Linked DNA regions of Mus musculus: regions 1 and 3 are each linked to region 2. The links are chromatin contacts, called in public HiChIP or PLAC-seq maps. All regions are on one chromosome and are shown on one strand. Each heading gives the region's core, a stretch centred on a gene start, on an enhancer-like site or on the middle of the called end of the contact. The rest is flanking DNA. Distances are from core to core; before and after follow the strand shown.

What was found. HiChIP or PLAC-seq counts read pairs in DNA pulled down with a chosen protein or histone mark.
Region 1: an H3K4me3 HiChIP or PLAC-seq map of stem cell-derived neural progenitor cells shows a contact between it and region 2, with 5 times the contacts expected there. The contact joins the enhancer-like site here to the promoter of Ampd3 in region 2. A contact is called at or near these places in 3 of 39 promoter capture datasets (hippocampal neurons, liver and trophoblast stem cells), 1 of 15 datasets of contacts at CTCF or cohesin (the NIH/3T3 cell line), 1 of 484 Hi-C or Micro-C datasets (the AML12 cell line), 4 of 115 datasets of contacts at active chromatin or transcription factors (cardiomyocytes, embryonic stem cells, pancreatic cancer cells and 1 more) and 3 of 9 other capture datasets (adipose tissue, embryonic stem cells and liver).
Region 3: a contact with region 2 is called in an H3K4me3 HiChIP or PLAC-seq map of forebrain, with 8 times the contacts expected there. The contact joins the enhancer-like site here to the promoter of Ampd3 in region 2.

Annotation. Positions count from the first base shown.
Region 1 is chr7:110,295,416-110,298,635 of GRCm38.p6, reverse strand. No RefSeq gene overlaps it. Among named protein-coding and RNA genes, the nearest start is that of Gm32861, 8.6 kb to the right of the region's middle. Within about 2 kb of position 1,260, at least 150 of the 459 cell types and tissues checked have an H3K27ac peak or open chromatin away from gene starts, as enhancers often do. A contact at or near this core is called in the NIH/3T3 cell line, adipose tissue, cardiomyocytes and 3 more, where this site is marked.
Region 2 is chr7:110,766,426-110,769,572 of GRCm38.p6, reverse strand. It overlaps Ampd3 (adenosine monophosphate deaminase 3), which reads right to left and starts at 1,367. Exons shown (of 15, transcript NM_001276301.1): 1 at 1,194-1,367. It also overlaps B430319F04Rik.
Region 3 is chr7:110,258,411-110,261,634 of GRCm38.p6, reverse strand. The region is part of intron 3 of Swap70 (SWA-70 protein); the gene reads right to left. Among named protein-coding and RNA genes, the nearest start is that of Gm32861, 28 kb to the left of the region's middle. Within about 2 kb of position 1,479, at least 86 of the 459 cell types and tissues checked have an H3K27ac peak or open chromatin away from gene starts, as enhancers often do. A contact at or near this core is called in forebrain, where this site is marked.

The DNA.
Region 1 (3,220 bases), core at 11-2,510, 470 kb after region 2:
TCCCTTCTCAGGACCCCAGTATGTGAGGATCCTCCAGCCCCCAGCCTTTTCCCCGTCCCAAGCATAGGATGGCGCCTACCCTGAATAAACTGGTCACACAAACCCCTGACCACTGTTTATGTATTCAACACGTATCCCTTGATGCCCCGTGTTGATACCTGTGCAGATACGCTGGACCCTAAATAAAGTCTGCAAGTGTTGTGCCCAGGGTAGCCAGAGCTGGTTAGGTAAGGGCAGGCAGGAGCCAAGGCACAAGAAACACACAGCCTGCTGTGGGGCAGAGTCTCCCTGACCCGTGGCATTTATGTTGACTCTTAGATGCAGTGATGGCTGGGCAGAGGGCAAGTGTGGGGAGGCAAGGAAAGGCAGCCAGCCCGTCTCGGGATCTCCAGGGCGAGGCGTGCTCAGGGCAGGCAGGCTGGGAGCTGTTGAGTCTGTTCAGACTTGAGGAGGCAGAAGGTCTGGGTAGGTCTAGGCCCTATCTAGTGGGACTACTGAATGGATTCCCAGGAAGCCAAGAATGGCCTACTGAGGGGAGAGCTGGCCAGGCAGGGACAAGCTAGGCTCTGACAGGACACATGTATTAGGGAGACTTTTCAGGGGGTTAAATGACCTTGTCTGAGGTCACACAGCAGAGCCTAAGGGAGCTAGGATGTGAGCCCAGAATTGTCCGATTTTATCCCGTGTGCCCTTCTTCCAGCTAGGCCAGAGGGGGAGGGAACCTGTCAGCCCTGCCTGGCCAGGCTTCTGGACAGCTGTTCAAGGCTAGGAGTCCCCTCCTGGGGACCAGACAGGACATAAAGTTCCTTCTGGGAACTTGAGCCTCCTAGTAGAGAACAGCACCCCAGCTGATTTAGCCACACACCACCAGAACACTGGAGAGGAACATTCAGCCATTCGGCATGTGGGGGACCTTGACTCCCTTCCAAGAGGAGCCTAGGCCAGCTTGGCCCCCACTGCCACACAGCCCAACCATAGCTGAGCCTTCTAGGAAATCTAGCCTTCTGGGCAAGAAACAAACGGATTTGCTCTGGGCTCGGGAGGTGGTGCCTTGCGACCCTATGTGGGCCAGGCTTTTTTCTCTCCAGGTCCCTGTAGCTTCACTCTTCGCTTCCGGCTTCCACTCTGCAAGCTTCGGCCTCAGTCAGCCAAGGCTTCAACAACAGATGCCTGGACTGCCCCCCACTCTGGCCACAGCAGATCCATCTCCTCATTCCCCGAGGTCCCCTGAGGTTCGCCGGTCTGTACAGCCCCAGCCAGAGGAATGTGAGCCATTCCCGGCATCTCCTCCCCTGCGGCCGGCCTGGAGAGAGGCTGGGGCCTCTGGGCCCTGCTGACAGGAAATTAGCTGGGCCTGGCCTTCCCCGCTGCCAGCTGCTCTGCTGACCCTGACCTGTGTTTTCTGAAACTTGATCCTGCGAATTTCAGAACCTCTTCCAGGTCCCCGGGAGGCCTGTGGATCTCTGCACATCTAGCAAACCCGTACCCCACATTCAGGTTGGCCCCTCCTGCCCTGTAGAGAGGGCTGGACCTGAGACTGGGCTGGATAGAAGTCTGGAGCTCTGTCCTGGGCAGATCCTACTCCTCTAGGCCATCAACCCCTGATCTCCCACAAGGCACAGCCTAGAGACAGTGACTACAATATGGAGGACCGGGGAGCATCCCCAAGACCACTTGTGAGACTAACTGTGGGCTGAGGTACAAGAGTTCAGGCTCAGCTTCGCAGACTGATGTGTCAAGGGACACTCAGGTGGGACAGCAACAGGTGTGTGACAACTCTGCAAAGTCATGACGGAGAAAGATGCACACTAGTCACTATAGGTCTGGCCAGGAAGCATGAATGACAGCTGTTTCAAAAGTGACCTTCTAGTCTCCCAAGCCACACACCTGGTTGCGTGATAGCCCCTCTCACTGAGCTGCTGGACACTGAGGAGTGACCAGAGCTCAGGCTGGGAGAGGGGGACAGAAAAATCTCTGCAACCCAAGGCACCAAAAGCAGAAGGTGGGCTTTCAGAGACCCTCACAGGAGTGTAGGAGTGAAACTGAGCCCTGGCACGGCAGCATCGGACGAGAGCATGCCCACCCTTCAGTACACTAAGGGGTTTGGCTGTGTGGTGGGAAGTGAGCCTGCAGAGGAGACAGAGGGTGGTCCCTAGGGAGGGGGGGTCAACAAAAGGAGGAGAGCATCAAAGAAAAGATAGGCTTCGAGCCAGGCTGTGGTGGCATGCCTTAAATCCCAGCCCTCAGGAGGCAGAGGCAGGTGGGTCTCTGAGTTTGAGATCAGCCTGGTCTACACAGGAAGAGGGAGGAGGAGGCCCCAGCGGGAAGACTAACCAGCTCGGCAGCCTGAGCTGCGAGAGAAAACAGTCTCAAGAGGAAAAGGCTGAGCGTAGGGTCAATGGTAGAGCACTTGCCTAGGAGGTTTAAGGCCACGGGTTTCATGTCCAGCATCTGAATAATTAAATAAACAAGCAAGCTGTGATGAGGGATCTGGTGTCCTGGAATTACCAGTGACTTGGGTGCCACTGGTGGAGTGGAGGGGGTAGAAGCCAGGCTACAGAGTGTAGGGAGAGATGTGAGCGGTGAAGAAACAGGCTAGATGTGTGAGAGCTAGCTGGGGTGACCTCCAGGAGAATGGGAGGAGGATGGAGAAAGAGGCCTTGGTTTGCAGACTACTAGTATGGCCACAGGTAGCAAAGGTTGCTGTTGAAGAGGTTGACACTATCTGAGCCGGCAGAAGGACATGCCAAGGCCACTCGCTCAGCAGTGACTGAGCTTGAGAAATATACAACCCTTAATTACTCAAAGAGGAAGGGATAGCTCTAGGCCACTCCCATCCCCATCTGACCTGAACTGAGACACTGATACGGATCCTGGGGTTAAAAGAAAGTGGGAGCAGCTTCCTGCCCCCTCCCCCCCGAGGGTATCTCCAAGGTGCAGCAGGCACTCTGGACTGTCTCTAACTCTACAAAGGGGGTTTCTGGCACCAAGTTGGCATTGACTCAACCGTGACTGTCTTCCATGTCCCCACAACTCGGGCCTTGTGACCTCACTGCCTCTGGGGGCTTTCAACCCTGTCTGAGGTCAAGAGTTAATGCGCTGGTCCCTGATGCCCTAAGTAAGTGCCATCTCTACCCTGTGGGCATGCTGTGGGCATGCTGTAGCCATTAGCCATTGCCTGGGAGTCTGCTAGGTGGCCTCCCTGAGGCCAGAGGCTACC
Region 2 (3,147 bases), core at 118-2,617:
AGAGGTCCCTGCTCAGCCCACAACTGCTCAGGACCATACTGGGCATACTGCTGTCAGCTTTACTCCAGTAACTTTGCTTATTTCTCACCAGCCACATGCAGTTTGGGGACACTCCCGTTAGAAAACATCTACTAAGGGGCCTCTCAAACTTGCATCACAGGCCTCTGCCAGCCTAGACCAGCCATTAGCAGATCTGCTCTTAAAGCAGCTGCAGGAAGTTCAAGGGCGGAACCAACCTACTACAGCACAAGGGTGTACTCCCAGTGACTTGCCCAGTGACAGGAGGTAAGAAAGGGGTCCTCAAACGGACTCATCATCTGGTCCATACCTCTGCCTCCACCTAGAAGTTCACCCCAGCCCAACACACCCAGTGAGGCTCAGGCACCTAGAAACTTGTCCAGGAGCTCAAAAGCTAGCATGCCCGGTTCCTTTAATTTCCCTAAATCTTGAGATTTTTCTCTAAGCCAGGAACCAGAGGTGCTGCAGGCTCACCAGAGGCCAGGACCCAGGCCACCGCTGGGTAGGGACGGGGAACAGGCTCTGGAGGTGGGAGCTGCGGAGGTTCTGGTCTCTGAGCACAGAGGGGACTGGGCACAGAGCGCCGGCCCAAGGTCAGCGGCGCAGCATCGCGCGCACTCACCGGATTCGGAGGGCAGGGCCATGGGGGCCGGCTGCCGGGCTGGAGCGCAGGTGCCGCGCCGGGCAGGGCGCACAGGGCAGCGGCAGCAGCGCACTGACGCCTGCGCGGCCCGGTACGTGGAGCTGGACCCGACCAGGCCGCGCTTGCAGCCCGTGCCCGCCCCGCAGGAGCCCGCGACTGGTGGGGACCAGGCTGAGCGCTGTGCGGCAGGGCCCGGTGGCGGGGCAGAGAGCCTGTGCAGCGGGATCGCGCACTACCTGGAGGACCCGAAGCTACCCGAGGCGCTGGGCCGCGCTGCCAGCAGGAAACCTAAGCACCCGGGCGCGGCAGCCTCCCTGTCCTCGGCCGGAAGCGAGTCCGGCTCCACCCGGGCTCCGTGGGGCCGCGACACTGTCCCGGGTCAGATGCCAGCAGGGATACCCGCTCTGAGCCTCCCTACCACCAATCTAGCTGCTGCGCCTCGAGGTGTTTGCCCACCTCCTCCTCCCCTCCCAACCAGGACTTTCCCCAAAAAACGAGATTCTAGAGGCATGGTTCCCTCCACGACACTTACTCTTGGTAGCTAAACCGACCAGCAAGCGTTGGTTTTCTCCAGGTGTTGGACCGGTCCCTTGAATCACCTTCCCGCCCCTCCCAACACACACGGGCGCGCGCGTGTACACACACACACACACACACACACACACACACACACACACACACACACACACACACACACACACTTCCTTGCTTCCCAGCCTTCTGCGGTCTAGTTTCTATGCCAGCCCCTCAAAGTCCGGAATGACCTCTGAGTTGCCAAGGCCAGCGGGAGCTTTCTGTGCACCCTTGCTCACCTCTTCCCAGCACTGCAGCCTGCTGACCACGCCTTCCTTCCTGGAACACAGCTCCCAAAGTTAGCACTGGGTGTCTGCCGCCGCTGGCTTCCACAGACTTCCACAGAGTGACCGGTTTCTTAGCCTCCATGGCCTGGTTTTCCATTATGCTGCTCCTGCTCCGAGGAGTCTCGGGATGCCAGCTCCCTGGATCATTTCTGGAGCTAACTCAGAGAATCCAGGCCCATCCAGGTGGTTTTAATGGCCTCCTGCCTGCTGATAAGCTAGTAAACTCTTAGGCCCAGAATACTCTAGAGCGGCAGGTGCATCTCAACCAGAGATTCCTAGGCCCAACTCCTAATTGCCTGCTGGTGGTTTTAGTCTTGACCAGTGACCTCACCCAAGCACCCCCACTTTAAGCCACACTGGGGAGCCACCTTTTGACTTGTGCCTCTTTCACAGAGTTACTGCTACTGTGAGTTTTCATTCACTTCACAGCTGTCTCATTTAAGCACCAAATTTTATTCTTTCTACTTCATAGCCTGATGCTTGCAATCTACATATTTATCAATGATACTCACATGACTGCTAATATACATTACATAGCACACTTAAAATGTTAAAGATGTGATAAAAATGAAGCAATAATTTAAAAATACGACAGGATCTCACTATGCAGCCCTGGCTCACCTGGATTTTGCTATATGGACCCTCCTTCTGCCTCCAGACTGCTGGGATTAAAGGCACATACCATCAACCCAGAAAATTATTTTCCTTTTAATGAATAGTATGCTGCATCTTTTTCTTCTTGCTTTAAAGTTGCCCATGATCGGCTTGGTGAAAGAACCGTGATTAAACTAGTTTGCTAGGCCAGGCTTGGTGGTCCATGCCTTTGATCCCAGCACTCAAGCAGCATACAGCTATCTTTGAGTTTGAGACCGGCCTGGTCTACAAAGCAAGTCCAGGACAGCCAGGGCTCTGTTATACAAAGAAACCCTGTCTAACAGAAAAACAAACAAACAGAAACAGAAACAAAAAGCTAGCTAGTTTGCTGAACCTTAATTTTTTTTAGATTTATTTATGTGCATGAACCTTTTGTTCCCATATATGTCTGTGCATACCTGTGTATTTGGTGCATGAGGAAGTCAAAAGAGGGCATTGTCTCCCCTAGAACTGGAGTTATGAGTGTTATACGTCACCGAGTAGATTCTGGGAATGGAACTTGGATCTTCTGCAAGAACAAGTACTCTTGACTGCTGAGCCATCTCTCCAGGACTCTGGCTGTTGTTATTTGTTTCCTAAGAAGATAGATACCCAAAGATAAACAGAACTCTGTCTCTGCACTTATTAAATTATAATTCTGCTCAAATAGCACCTCCCAATTCTGTAAATGTGAAGGGTCACAGGAAAATGATTTTGTCTGAAATCAATGTTCTCAGTGAGTATTTCGTCAACTATCCTTGCAATTATTTTTAAAATATGTGACATTTTAAATTTGAGATAGTGAATCTGTAAGATTATAAAAAGTATGCTTCTGATGTAGACATCCCTGGTCTAGACTGTCACCTGAAGCCATGTTGACATCTGAGAGCTGTGCAGAGCTGGCCCTGTTTCTCATCAGATGCAGCAACTGGAAGAGCTGGCCCTACCCCTCGCCTGGGCAAAAAGCTGACCAACTCAGCTTCCATCCAGGCC
Region 3 (3,224 bases), core at 230-2,729, 510 kb after region 2:
AGGTGTCACTTACAGCCTAGCCTTTTGTGCTTCTAAGGAGGTGGAGGGTAGTAACCGAAGAGAAAAAAGGATAATGAGAAAGATGATTAAAGTCAAGAAGAGGCTAAAACAAAATAAGTTTTTTAAAAGAAAGGAGAGAGAGAGAGAATGCACGCAAGCAGTAAGAGTCGGTTTGTAGCAGGAGGATCAAAACTATCCTCAGCTAAATAATGAATTCAAGGACAGCCTGGGCTACAAGAGAGTCTGTTTACTCCTACATCCAGGTAATAAGATAGTTAGCCCCTCCCATGGGTACTTTGTTCCCCCTTCTAAGAAGGACAGAAGTAGCCATATTTTGGTATTCCTTCTTGAGCGTCATTTGGTCTGGTCAAAGTGTGGAGCAGAGACTGAAGGAAAGACATCCAGAGACTGCCCCACCTGGGGATCCATCCCATATACAGTCACCAAACCCAGACACTATTGGGGATGCCGACAAGTGATTGCTGACAGGAGTCTGATACAGCAGTCTCCTGAGAGGCCCTGCCAGTGCCTGACAAATACAGAGGTGGATGCTCACAGCCAACCATTGGACTGAGCAGGGAATCTCCAATGGAGGAGTTAGAGAAAGGACTGAAGGATCTGAAAGGGTTTGCAACCCCATAGGAAGAATAACACTATCAACTAACCAGACCCTACCCACCCCAGAGCTCCCAGGGACTAAACCAAAGAGTACACATGTAGGGACTCATGGCTCTAGCTGCATATGTGGCAGAGGATGGCCTTGTGGGCATCAATGGGAGGAGAGGCCCTTGGTCCTGAGAAGGCTCGATGCCCCAGTGTAGGGGAATGCCAGGACAGGGAAGCAGGAGTGGGCAGGTTAGTAAGCAGGGGAGCGGGGATGAGATAGGGGGTTGGGAGGGGAAACCAGGAAAGGGGATAACATCTGAAATGTAAATACATATCTAATAAAAAATATAAAATAAAAGATAGTTAGATAAGCAATTATCCAAGGTAGTGATAACATACATAGAAGTTCTAACTCCCTAAGGGAGCCCAAAACGAGGCACTGGGCTGCTGGTTGAGACTTAGCTCATCAAGGGAATACTATGAGGAAGCACATGTGCATGGCATGTGTGTATACAGGATGAAGGGCCATTGTGGATTTGACAGGATGCTGTAGCCCATGACACTGCGCAAATCAGGAGACAGCCTTTGCTTACCCACCACCTCCCAGCTCCAGGTGACCCTTTGTTTGCAACTCAGATTCTCAATTCAGTTCTCAAAGCAGCTTCCCAAGTTCTGGAACCTTCTTGGAATGGTAAACTCTCAAGCCCTGGAAGGCTGACTTTAAGCCCCAACACCAACAAGCCATCACTCCCAGCAACTGTGTCCTTCCTGTTGACTTGGAACACAATCATACACACTCTAACCAAGGAGCAGAAGGACCTTTTGCCTGTGCTGGCCAAAGAGACACATTCTCACTCCACTATTCAAGTAAACTAAATAATGAGTCACGTGTGTGCCAGGGTTGCTTTACAGAAGCGCCTGTGCCAATTCTAAGGCTCATTCAGTCCAGGAAGCAGCCTGCTTCCTCCTTCCAAGCAGATTTCACTAAAAATAACAAGAAGAAACTTGAAGCTGAATGTGATTTTTCTAGGTCTTTGGCTTGGATTTTTATTCTGTCAAAAGTTTTCTCTGTCATTAAAGGAGCAACCTACATTTTACCTCTACTAAGATCTCTTTAAAACATTTCAAGTTTGAGTTTTCACTGCAGCAAGGCACTTCTTCCAAATACGTGTGTGACAGACACATCCTGTTTTGTTCTTGGTTCTATGGGAAATGACACTAGTAAAAACTATACTTTATGCTTTATGGGCACACATTTCCAAGAATTATCACCAGAAGAAAATGTGGAACCAACTCAAAGGGGCTCACCATCTCTCTACAAACGTGCCGACAGAAAACACCTTGACTTTACCATGTAATTTAAATATTTATTTAACATTCTTGACATTCGTTCTAGGTAATGGAAACCATAGTCGAATGAATATTGTGGGTGCATTATTCACACAACTGCCGTCGTTAGACAGTATTGGCTGAAGTAGAGAAAAAAAGCCTTGATTTCACTGGGTATGGTACAGCATATCTATGATCTCGGGGCTCAGGGGTGGAGACAGGAGAATAGCCACAAGTTTGAGGTCAGCCCAGCCTCCACTGTGAAACCATGTCTCAAAAACAAAACAAGTAACAACAAAAACTGTAAACTTTAAACACAGTGATCATTATGATAGATGGATTAGTAGAAACATAAAAATTATGCAAGAGTGGAGGAACAGGAGCACGCCTCTAACCCAGCACTCGGGAGGCAGAGGCAGGTGGATCTCGGAGTTCAAGGCCAGCCAGAAAGAGAGATCCTGTCTCAAACAAACAAACAAAGGAGCATGCTCGAGCACGTGCGTGTGTGCGTGCGTGCGTGCGTGCGTGCGTGCGTGCGTGCGTGCGTGCGTGCGTGTGTGGTGCGTGCGTGCGTGCGTGCGTGTGTGTGTGTGTGTGTGTGTGTGTGTGTGTGTGTATACAAGGTAAATACATTCTATTTAGACTCTATGTAACGAGCAGTAAACGTCTCTTATGTACACGAGACACTCTGAACTTGTAAGACTTTAAAATTACCAACAGATAAGTTAAACCCACAAAGACATTGCATTCTAAATTTTATTTTTTTAAATGTATGTTTTTATGTTACATTTTCTAAAACCCTGCATTTCAAAAACAGTTCAAACGTATAGTTTTTATATTGTTAAATATTTAGAAAGGAAACAAAATGTAATAGGCACTATTTCCCACATCCTAGTGTGACCTTGGGTGCAGTGCTCGGTCAAAGGGCAGATGGCTTGCTAAAGCCCAGTGTGCCAAGGCCGCGGTGAAACTTCAAGAGGCTGACTCCGCAACTGAAGCAAGTTCATATTAATCTCTCCAGTGACCCCTTCTCTACCCTGCAGGAATACTCCTGCTCACTCACAGAAGGATAATCTCTAAGTCTAACCCTATTTCTACTTAGTGGCTAGAAACAGACCTTGTCATGTAAACCAGGCAGGCCTCAATCTCTTGATCCTCCTGCCTCAAACTTCCCTGGTGCTGGAACTGCACCACATGTTCCTATTCTGAGAGGAATTCCCCATCTGAGCGGAGACGCAGAGGCACTCAAGGAGGCAAAGCACTGAGTAAGCCCACACGAGACACGACAA